Regions from separate parts of the Pan troglodytes genome. Here region 1 is linked to region 2. A link is a contact called in public HiChIP or PLAC-seq data. All regions are on one chromosome and are shown on one strand. Each heading gives the region's core, a stretch centred on a gene start, on an enhancer-like site or on the middle of the called end of the contact. The rest is flanking DNA. Distances are from core to core; before and after follow the strand shown. Region 1 holds the start of N4BP1 (NEDD4 binding protein 1). Region 2 holds the start of SIAH1 (siah E3 ubiquitin protein ligase 1).

Region 1 (5,688 bases), core at 1,140-3,639, 230 kb after region 2:
AGTTAAGCCCAGGAAAGCAAACTTGGTTCTGTATCTACAATGCTGGCTTTCTGATTTGTTTTGTTTTGTTTTGTTTTTTTGAGACGGAGTCTCGCGCTGTCGCCCAGGCTGGAGTGCAGTGGCGCGATCTCAGCTCACTGCAACCTGCCTTCCGGGTTCAAGCGATTATCCTGCCTCAGCCTCCCGAGTAGCTGGGCCTACAGGCGCGTACCACCACGCCGGGCTAATTTTTTGTATTTTTAGTAGAGATGCCACTGCACTCCAGTGTGGGTGACAGAGTGAGACCCTGTCTCAAACAGAAAAAAATAGGTAAATAAACATACATCCTTTCTGACATTCTCCGAGCGTTTTATTACTATTAATGGTTTTTTTCCGATTCTCAAGAACACGGTTTTCACCGTGTTACACAGGACGGTCTCAATCCCCTGATCTCGTGATCCTTCCACCTCGGCCTCCCAAAGTGCTAGGATTACAGGCGTGAGCCACCGCGCCCGGCCTACAATGTTTTAAGTTAAGCTCTGAAGAACTACACAGCTGAGTGCCCTGTCTCCTTTAAGGATGTGAAATGCAAACACTCACGATTTTTTGTTAAATCTAAGAACATCAGGAGATACGACTACTCAGATTCAAGGACACTGACATTACTTGACAAAGCAGGATGCAAAAAGAGGGCCCTTCCTGCCCACCCCGCACACAGGGCTCATCATATGACAGGCAAGTATCAAGAACGAAGGCTCTGGAAACAAACTCCCTAGGTCTGAATCCTGCTGCCCTACTTAGGAGATGGAAAAACCTAGAGAAACTTGGTTACCTAGGAGGAGCAACATACTGTGTTGCTTTTTGGTTTGGAAAGGGGGGGAAGTAGATAGAGGTGCTGAAGAGGTCTGAAATGCTGATTTAGGCAGAAGGTGAGTCACCACTTTGAGTTTCAGTTTCCCCAGCTGTTAATTAAAAAAAAAAAAAAAAAAAAAGGCGGGGTGGTGGTGGGGAGGATAAAATCTACCTTATTAGAAGCCATAAGGGCTGCACATTCCTTCCGAAGCAACCTGTGATGTTCTTAAGCGTTATGTAAATGTTAGTTGTAGGTAATATCAATAAAAAGAATAACGCTATTTTTTGTTAACATATTAAATATCCGGCCGGGCGCGGTGGCTCCCGCGTGTAGTCCCAGCACTTTGGGTGACCGAGATGGGAGGATGACTTGGGTCCAAGGGTTCGAGACCTGCCCGGGCAACATAGTGAAATCCCCTACCAAAAAAAAAAAAAAAAAAAAAATGAGCCGGGCGTGGTGGCGCGCTCCTATGGTCCTAGCTACTCGGGAGGCTGAGGTGGGAGGATCACTTGAGCCCGGGAAGTCGAGGCTGCAGTGAACTGAGACCGCGCCACACTGCACTCCACTGTGGGTGACAGAGTGAGACCCTGTCTCAAATAGAAAAAAATAGGTAAACATACATCCTTTCTTTCTGACATTCTCCGAGCGTTTTATTACTATTAATAGTTTTTTTCCGATTCTCAAGAGGAACTGAGATCCCAAAAAGGCTCAGAACTGCAGTAGTGGAGGCCCGGGACTGGGGGATAAAGGCTTAGGTGGTGGACGAGGCTGCGGGCCCAGCAACAGGCCTTGCGTACCATCCTGGGGGCCGGGGAACCGACAACAACAGGCGACATGCGCAGCGCACCCGATCCGTGCCACACGCTGTGCCCGCGCTTCATACACACCCCCCACTTTCATCCTCGCGACAGCCCTCTGAGGTAGGTACTTTCGTCAGCGCCACTTTACAAATGGGGAAACTGAGGCTCCGGGGATCAAGCCGCTATCCAAGGTCACGTGGCTCGCGAGCCGAAAAGGCACGTTCGCTGGCTCCCGAGACTGCGTTCCCAACCCAGGCGCATCGCAGCGGACGGCGGGGGCGGGGAGGAGCGGAAGCCCGGAGACCCGGACCGATCGAGGCCGCAGGCGCGCGGGGGCGGCGGCCGGACTCACCTTGGCGCTGTGCACCGCCTCCTGCGCCCCGCAGAGCTGCAGCCAGATGCGCGCGGGCAGCGGCTCCTCAGCCCCTAGCGCGCCGAGCACGGCTAGGCTCACGCCAAACAGGCCCTCGATACGGCCGCGGCTCTGCTCCAGCAGCTCCGCCTTCTCAGCTGGCGCAGTGAACTCGTCCAGCACCGCCCGGGCCGCCATGGCGGGCGCGGCCTCCCGCGGCGGCGCCGGGGGCCGGCGGCGGCGACGCCCCCTCAGCTTGCTGCAGCTGCTCCCAAGCCAGTCAGGCGGCGTCGGCCCTTCCCGGCCGCCTCGCCCCCGCCCGCGCCCCGCCGCCCGCCCTCAGGCCCGGCTATACCATCCCGCCACGACCGCAGCAGCTTGGCAATTGCTGGCAGCGAACCCCTCCGCCCCTTTGCCGCCGCCGCGGGCCGGGCCCTGCCGCCGCGCATGCGCCCCGGCCGCAGCCGTCATTGAGGTTCGCCGCCCCCTAGGGGAAGGGAGTAGGATGAAGGCGACGGAAGTTGACGTCACCCTCAGTCGCCATGTTGCTTGAGAATAAAGGGATGGTTTTGGAGGCCTGGGCGGACTTCTTTGATGAGGGGAAACCGCTTTCGCGGGATCTGGCGGATGTAGATATATGGGTTTATAGTTGGGGAAACTTAATTGCCAGGAGGCGAGACTGAGAGTGTCACAGGGATTGGACTTGACCTCAGACGTCTTGACGCTCAAACCAGAATTCTAGCAGTTGAGTTATTCAGTTTCACATTAATCCACAGGCAGACGGGACCTTTCTTTCTCTGTTTCTTCCCTTCCTCCCTACCCTTTTACCTTCTTAGCTGCCCTTCTCACTTTTTTCTCTTTCCCTCTTTATTTCTTTCAGTAAAAATGGTAGCAAGAAGAGAAGAAAATGGGCATACTTACGGAGAATTGAAAATCAAAAAAATGATTAAGATAAATTCAAGAAGGCCGGGCGCGGTGGCTCACGCCTGTAATCCCAGCAGTCTGTGGGGGCAGAGGCGGGTGGATCACCCGAGGTCCGGAGTTCGAGACCAGCCTGACCAAAATGGAGAAACCCCGTCTCTGCTAAAGAAAAAAAAAATTAGCGAGGCGTGGTGGCACATGCCTGTAATCCCAGCTACTAGGGAGGCTGAGGCAGGAGAATCGCTTGAACCCTGGAGGCAGAGGTTGCGTGCGGTGAGCCGAGATTGCGCCATTGCACTCCAGCCTGGGCAAGAAGAGCGAAACTCCGTCTCAAAAAAAAAAAAAAGATAAATTCAGGAGAGTGATTTCTTCTGTAAGGGAGGAAAGGGGATATGTTATGGGAGAAGCCCGAAAAGTGGGAGTTTGGGGGCTCACTCATGATCTTCCCTGGGACTGGAGCAAATAAACCCTAACCCCTCTCCAGGTCTGTTTTCTGATCTGTAAAATAAAAGGTTACACTCAGTTATCTCTAAGGCCTTTTCCAGGCCTTTATATTCTCTGAGTCCATGAAAACAGATTGTGGAAGATAAAGTGTTGGATTCCTTTCCTTCAGCTAAATATTGTGGCTATAGTAGATAGGGGCTCTGGGAGTATTACCTCTCTCTGTTTTAATTCTTCATCTATAAAATGTAGATAATAATAGTACTTCCTATTGTGAATATTAATACAGCACCCAACACTGTAAGTGCTCACTGAACATTATTATTGCTAACTTAAGCAATATATTTAAGGCCCAATTTTCAGGGAAAATCTTTGTGTGGATTATGCAACCACAGTGAACTTGTGGGCCCAGGAGTCTGTGCCATCTGTGTACGTCCCTGCTAGAGGAAAAAGAGGAGGAGCTAAAGATGCTGTAGTTGGAAATACCAAGGGGGAATGGTCTCTGTAGGAGGATTTACCCAAGGTAAAACCTATGAGAGATCCAGGCTTCTGGGGGTTTCCATATGTCTCAGAAACTCAGGTGTGGTCTCCCAGTGCCCCACCAAGAAGTGATTCAGCACAGGGAAGAGAACCACTAGGCTCACAGATCAACAGATTCCTCCTCCCCTGGGCTTTTCCCTTGATGTCCACACAACCAGCAGCCTTGCTCCATCAGGTAGATGACGTGGGATTGGCTGAGGCAGGTCAGGTGGCGAGTGTGGCATTGCTGATGTATTGCTTGCAGAACCGCAGTCTATCAGTAAGACATGTCAACACAGCATGTTATTTCCTGCCTTATTGCACTCACCTTAAACGGAATTGCTATTGTTCAGTGATTGGACAGGGCTTTCCCCAGGGCTGGTTCCTGTTTGCTCCCAGTGACTTCCCTGCTTGCGATTCTTAATTGCTTAATTGTAAGAGGTGAAGAGGGAGGCTGCCTTGAAAAACACACCACAGTGCCTTCCTCTCCCCACTTCCCTCCAAAAAAATCCCACCCAAAACCAACAGAAGCAGTGCATACACACACCCTTAAAAAATGCTGGGCCAAGAAGCTGTGCTAATAAGTCATTGGGTTGGTGTATAATTGAAGATACATAGTTTTGGGGGGTTTTTCCTCCAGTTTTAATTTAAGACTTGCCAGGCTGGGTGTGGTGGCTCACACCCGTAATCCCAGCACTTTGGGAGGCCAAGGAGGGCGGATCACTTGAGCCCAGGAGTTGGAGACCAGCCTGGCCAACGTAGTGAAACCCCATCTCTATTCAAAATATAAAAAATTAGCCGGGTGTGGTGGCACATGCCTGTAATCCTAGCTACTCGGGAGGCTGAGGCAGGAGAATTGCTTGGACCCCGGAGGCGGAGGTTGCAGTGAGCCAAGATCGAGCCACTGCACTCCAGCCTGGGTGACAAGAGCAAGACTCCATCTCAGAAAAAAAAAAAAAAAAAAAAAAAGACTTGCCAGTTCATATTTGATCAGCATTTCCCTTTAGGGAACTCTCAAGGTTTCCTGAGTGTAAGGAACAAGGAGAAAGAGAGAGAGAGAAAAAAAATCCCCTTTCAAGAACTCCCTTCCTTCATGCTGTTTCTCACTCAACCACAACTTCCCTCGGTTAACCAGCCTTGCCTATCTGGCTGGCCTGACCAGCCAGGACAGTTGATGCCAGAGATGAAACCTTATGAATTCTGTATTCTAGATACTTTAGCTGTGTTTTTCCTTAATCTCATAACAACCTCATGAGCCCATAAAATGGTATTGAGAGAATCACTTATTTTTGCTTCTCATATTTTCAAGGACAGGAGGAGATTCCTATTCCATTCCCCAGCGGGGCCAAGTGTGGAGGAACATGTCTATCTAGCTTTCATTCTCCTTTTCCCCAGAGCAGGAGGAGGATTTCTCTGACTGATAACTTTCTGAGAAGGTGCGGTGCTGGGTTGGACCACCCTGTACCCTGGTAATGGGCTGTCTGCAGTTGCTGTGTTAGTGACTGGGGATAAAGTATTTTCACTTCAACCACATCCTCCAGTCTAGCTCTTGTCAGCAATGATGATGACATTTTGATCTCTACCTGGCTAACATCTGCTTTTCTTCCTTAGTTCTGAATTCAGAAGGGGCAGAAAGAGTGTTTATTGGTCTCCTAAAACTCCAACAGTGGTTGCTATTGTTTTTCTTCCTGTTTCAAAGATGAGGAAACCAGCTGGGGGTGGTGGCAGGTGCCTGTAGTCTCAGCTACTTGGAAGCCTGGGGTGGGAGGATTGTTTAAGCCCAGGAGTTCAAGGTGTGCCTGGGCAACATAGCGATATCCTGT
Region 2 (5,455 bases), core at 104-2,603:
GAAGAGTTTAACAATTTACCCTTGACAGCCGCTATAAGCAAAGGTAAATGCTCAACTGCTAGGAAGGGACAGGACAGTCAGAACACCGTCCCATATCCAGTATCCATGTCTCTGTTTGTTCATGGCCTCTATGACTTTGGCAAAAGAGGTACACACAATCTGATTTTCCGAACACCCAAGCTGGACTTTTCTGAATGTCCGAGCAAACAAATTATGTATCTTTCCAGGAACGGGCAGACAGCGAAAACGAACCTACGCATCGGAGTGGCCCAAGTTATTCACTTTAAGTTATAAATTTGGGAGAGTTAAGAAAGGACCCCAAACTACCCGGCAAATGAACCCTAGGAAATGCCAGGTTTATAATAAGCTAGAGCTTCCCCGGCACGCCGTTCACGCGCTCTCCTCTCTAACGACATAAACAAGGGAGGAGGCTGCATTCTTCCCACTGCACAATGAAGCCTCCGGCCGAAGCGGCAGGAAGAGCGCAGCCCCGTCCCGGACGGCTCCAGCCGGGGGTCGGGGGCAGAGAGCGGAGGCCGAGGCCCGCCGAGCGGCGCGGTGCGGCCCGGGCCTCCGGGCGCCGCGGGGAGGAGGGGGAGGGAGGGCAGGGCCCCGGCAGCTGCCCGCACTCAGCTGACCTCCGCCATGTTGGCCGCACACCCCGGGACCCTCCACAACAAAGGCCGGCACGAGGGCGCGGGGCGCGCCGGGCGCCACCCCCGGCCGGGCCCGCCTCCCGGGCGCGCGGGGGCCGGGCCGCCGCCGAGGCCCTTCCCCCGCCCTCGGCCCGGCCGCGCGGGGCCGACCCCCGCCGCCACCCCGCCGGGCTCGGGGCTCCAGGGGCGGGGGCGAGCCGGCTTGCGAAGGCTGAGGGCAGGGGAGGGGCGGGGGGCGGCGCTCGACCGGGCGGCCCGACTCCGGCCGAGACAAAGGCGCCGCCGCGCCGACTACTGCCCGCGCCCCGGCCGGGCCGCCCTTCCCGCCCTCCGCCATTACCGGGCCTGGGCGCCCGCCTGTCGGAGAGCCCCTCGCCGCCGGCTCCTCCCTCAGGCCGGGCCCCACTTACCTGTGGGCGGAGAGCGCGCCTCGGACCCCGGTCCTGGCACCAACGCGCTCCGTCGCCAACCCCCGCCACCGCGGGCAGCGCCACCGCCTCTTCCCGGCGCCGAGACCGACGGGACACCCTAGGCCGCCGCCGCCTCTCGAGAGCGCGCCCCGCAACGGCCGCCCCGGCTCCCCCCTGACCGCCGCCGCCGCCGTTTCGCGCGTCCTCGAGCCCGCCGCGCGCCCCCGCTAAATACCACACACTGCGGCGGCGGCCATGAGGAGGCGCGTCCCCGCGCGCTGGGAGCCTGGGGGGGGCGGGGCTTTCGCGGGCGCGCAGGCGCACAGGCGTTGGCGCGGCCGGCGGCGGCCTCCGCGGGCGTAGCTGTGCGGGTCTCCAAAGGCGGCAGTAGGTGCGGGGGCTACTCGGCTACCGTTGCTGCGCCCGTGCACCGCGCATTAAACAGATCCTGGCACGTGGCGCTCTGGCCCGCGAGAAGCCAGCGCTTGCCCGTCGGCTCAGGGCGGCTCCTCCCGCGGCGCTTTGTTCCGGGGCCGCGTGACCCCCCCGGCTCCGGCCGGAGGGGTCGCCCAGCGGCATGCGAGCCCCAGGCTGGCCGCCGCCGCGGCCTTGTGCCCTCCCCCTTGTTTTGTCTGCTGATTTAGCCCAGCGCCTCCAAGGATCCTTCCCAACTCCACTCAGTCCCAAAGAAAAAGCGGCTGCCCTGCCCGCCGACCGGGACCTCACCCCTAAAGAGAGTCCCAGCCTCTCCCGAGGTTGAGCCGCTCCTCAGCAACAGCGGGACGAGCTTCAAAAGCTTGTTTCAGCTGAAAAGTGGGTAATGGGGAAGCACGCCTTTTCCTGTGTCCATGCTCATCTGGAAAGTCCCTAATTAGGAACTCTGCATTCCACTTCTTGAAATAATAAAAGGAAAACATCACTTGCAATTCTTTGATGGGTGCTATGAGCAGAAGCAAGCATCTGAGACATTTACAAGCCCTAACTGGAATTCCATGTAAGATCTATTAAAATGGTATTCCGGCCGGACGCGGTGGCTCACGCCTGTAATCCCAGCACTTAGGGAGGCCGAGGCCGATGGATTACTTGAGGTCAGGAGTTCGAGAGTAGCCTGGCCAACATGGTGAAACCCTGTCTCTACTAAAAATACAAAAATTAGCCGGGCGTGGTGGTGCACGCCTGTAGTCCCAGCTACTCGGAGGCTGAGGCAGGAGAATCGCTTGAACCCGGGAGGCAGAGGTTGCAGTGAGGCAGAGATCAGGCCATTGCACTCCAGCCTGGACAACAGAGCGAGACTCTGTCTCAAAAAAATAAAAATAAAAATAGAAAAATCCCATACCGGGCACGTATGTACAAATTCCCAGTGTATGATAAAGTTTATATGTGCAAAACACTAGTTTACAGTATTCCTAATTACATGATTTAAACTGCAATTTTACTTTCACATTTTTGGGGAGAAGTTATAGCTCCTCAGTACACGGGAAGGTCAATAGAGTTCGGTTCACTTCAGTTTAGAGGTAAATTTTCCATTTTTACAGACTATGTGCTGGGCATAGCCATGTGGCCTTGACCTGGTCGTGAAGGGCAGAGGAGTTCTGTCCTGGGCGAGGAGCAGCTCTGGGGTGAGATGTGTTTCTCGCCCCCAGAACCCATGGGCCGCTCTGCAAGCAGTGAAATGGATACGGACTAAGAGAGAACTTGCCAACGTGGCGATTAAAGTTCTAAACACCCGGCTTTGCCAAAGTCAGATTTTGTTCTCCTTATCCCGCATCCCTTCCTCTACCCAACAGCATTTGTCCATCTGAAAATAACAGTCTGTCTCTGGCCCACTGCTGACAGTCGAGGACTTACCTTATAAACTAGTGGATTCTCTTAAACTGCAGGGGTGCCCAGGACACAGTGTCCCCTGAGGATGCCGCACACCAGTCTTGAAGTGCTGGATCGTTGACGTCAGGCACCCAGAAGCAACTTCTGCCTCTGGAATTCTCAAACGTGCTTTTCTTGGCTTAGTTTGTGCCTGCTCTCCTCTAGAAGAGTCCAAATTACTTCTTACTTCCCCCACTTCCCTTTTATACAAAACAAATTTAATCAGGTTAATTCCATCTCTGAGAATTCCTACCTAGATTTGGGCGGGGCTCAATCTGATTTGGTTAATTCTGGGTGGTAGCTATGGGTGGGACATAAACATCACCATTATAAATTTAATTTACTCCCTCTCTCAAAAAAATGTACCTTCCATTTGAAAGAAAATAGCTCCACTGTGGGGGTAACTAAGCACCTTTTCTGAACAGGGAGTTGACTCTGCTTCCTTGACAGTTTATCCATAGAAAAGCATTTTGTAAACTGTAAAGCCTATCCAAATAATCTTCCAATTGATGGGATTTCAGTAACGGTGACAAATATTTTCAGGCCACATCTGGATAGGGAGCCTTCCTGGTCCCCTCAAATCACATCAAATGGTAATTCCATCTACTGCAATGGAACATAACGCTCTGGTCCTGCATCTGGCCCGTAGTTAAGGTACCAGTGATGTAAATTACTTTCCTCTTATGAATAAAACAGGCACCGGCCAGGCACGGTGGCTCACACCTGTAATCCCAGCACTTTGGGAGGCCAAGGCAAGAGGATCGCTTGAGGCCCAGAAGTTCCAGACCAACCTAAGAACATAGCAAGACCCCGTCCCTATAAAAAGTTTAAAAATTAGCCCGGCAGGGTGGTGTGCGCCTGTAATCTCATCTAATCAGGAGGCCAAAATGAGAGGATTGCTTGAACCTGGGAATTTGAGGCCATAGTGAGCCATGATTGTGCCCCTGCACTCCCATCTGGGTGACAGAGGGACACTCCGTCTCTAAAAACATAAAAATAAATGAATAAATAAAACAGGCACTGATGAGAGTATCTTTATTTGGGGGTTTTGCTATGAATTTATATTAAATTGATATTTATTTATTTTGCAATCTCGGCTCACTGCAAACTCCATCTCCTGGGTTCAAGCGATTCTTGTGCCTCAGCCTCTCAGATAATGCTGTCAAAGTTGGCTAAACTAGTTAAGACTGAACAGATGATTTCCAAGTGTCTTCATGTCAATATAGTTATTTTACAATAGACCAGTTCACAAGACCAAACCCATCTATTGAATCACCGATGGGCTGTGTTTGTTTCCAGGCAATCACAGATGTCTCTTGCCCAGGAAACTATAGCTATCTCCTCTTACATTAAACCACTGATACCCATTTGTCATTCAGCTTAGGTGGATAGGTCTGGAAACATATTAGCATTCCCTTCCAAGCCTGGCTCTGCTGGTAGCGAAACAGAATCTTTTTCAGCCTGGAAACTGGAAGGCGGTTCCTCCCTCCCAGATAGACTCCTATAAGCTTTGCAAAGGAAAGCAGGTCCCCAACTTGTCAGACATGCCTACAGCAGAGCAGAAACAATGTTTTCTTTATCAGACACACCTGTTGCCAGTCATAACTGGCCCATAACTGTAGTTTTCCTTCAATATAATCAAGTTTCTTTAGGAAAAAGGTTACATGCTAGGCATCACATTTTTCAAGAAGTTAGAGCCGGGCACGGTGGCTCACGCCTGTAATCCCAGCACTTTAGGAGGCCAATGCCTGCAGATCACCTGAGGTCAGGATTTGGAGACCAGCCTGGCCAACATGGTGAAACTTCGTCTCTACTAAAACTACAAAAATTAGCCAGGTGTGGTGGTGGATGCCTGTAATCTCAGCTACTCGGGAGGCTGAGGCAGGACAATCACTTGAACCCAGGAGGTGGAGGTTGCAGTGAGCAGAGATCACACCACTGCACTCCAGCCTGGGCAACAGAGCAAGACCCTTGTATCAAAAAAAAAAATTAGAAAATCATTGAGGTTTTTATGTAGCTGGTGGAAGTAGGTGATACTGACAATTAGTTTAAGTAATTGTTGTTCTTGAGTTCATTGGAATGCAGTGATAACTGTCCAGTGCATTAGGTACAACCCCTGCCTCATGCCCAACCCACAGATGCTCATTTCCATGGATCCAAATCTTTTCTTTACACTTGTCAGAATTTAGCCTTTTTCTTTTTTCTTTTTTTTTTTTTTTTCCAAGACGGGGTCTTACTCTGTCACCCAGGTTGGAGTGCACTGGTGAGATCTTGGTCACTGCAACCTCTGCCTCCCAGGCTCAAGCAATCCTCCCACCTCAGCCTCCTGAGTAGCTGGAAACACAGGTGCGTGCCACTGTGCCCAGGTAATTTTTTTGTATTTTTGGTCGAGACAGGGTTTCACCATGTTGCCCAGGCTGGTCTCAAACTCCTGAGCTCAAGCCATCTGCCCATCTCGGCCTCCCCAAGTGCTGGGATTATAGGCGTGAACTACCATGCGCGGCCTTAGCCTTTTTAAAAAATTTA

Evidence for each region. HiChIP or PLAC-seq counts read pairs in DNA pulled down with a chosen protein or histone mark.
Region 1: a contact with region 2 is called in an H3K4me3 HiChIP or PLAC-seq map of stem cell-derived excitatory neurons, with 6 times the contacts expected there. The contact joins the promoter of N4BP1 here to the promoter of SIAH1 in region 2. A contact is called at or near these places in 1 of 1 datasets of contacts at active chromatin or transcription factors (stem cell-derived excitatory neurons) and 1 of 1 other capture datasets (stem cell-derived neural stem cells).

The regions. Positions count from the first base shown.
Region 1 is chr18:46,601,965-46,607,652 of NHGRI_mPanTro3-v2.0_pri, forward strand. It overlaps N4BP1 (NEDD4 binding protein 1), which reads right to left and starts at 2,390. Exons shown (of 7, transcript XM_520627.8): 1 at 1,985-2,390. The coding sequence starts at 2,182.
Region 2 is chr18:46,372,659-46,378,113 of NHGRI_mPanTro3-v2.0_pri, forward strand. SIAH1 (siah E3 ubiquitin protein ligase 1) reads right to left here and starts at 1,354. Exons shown (of 2, transcript NM_001246359.1): 1 at 1,067-1,354.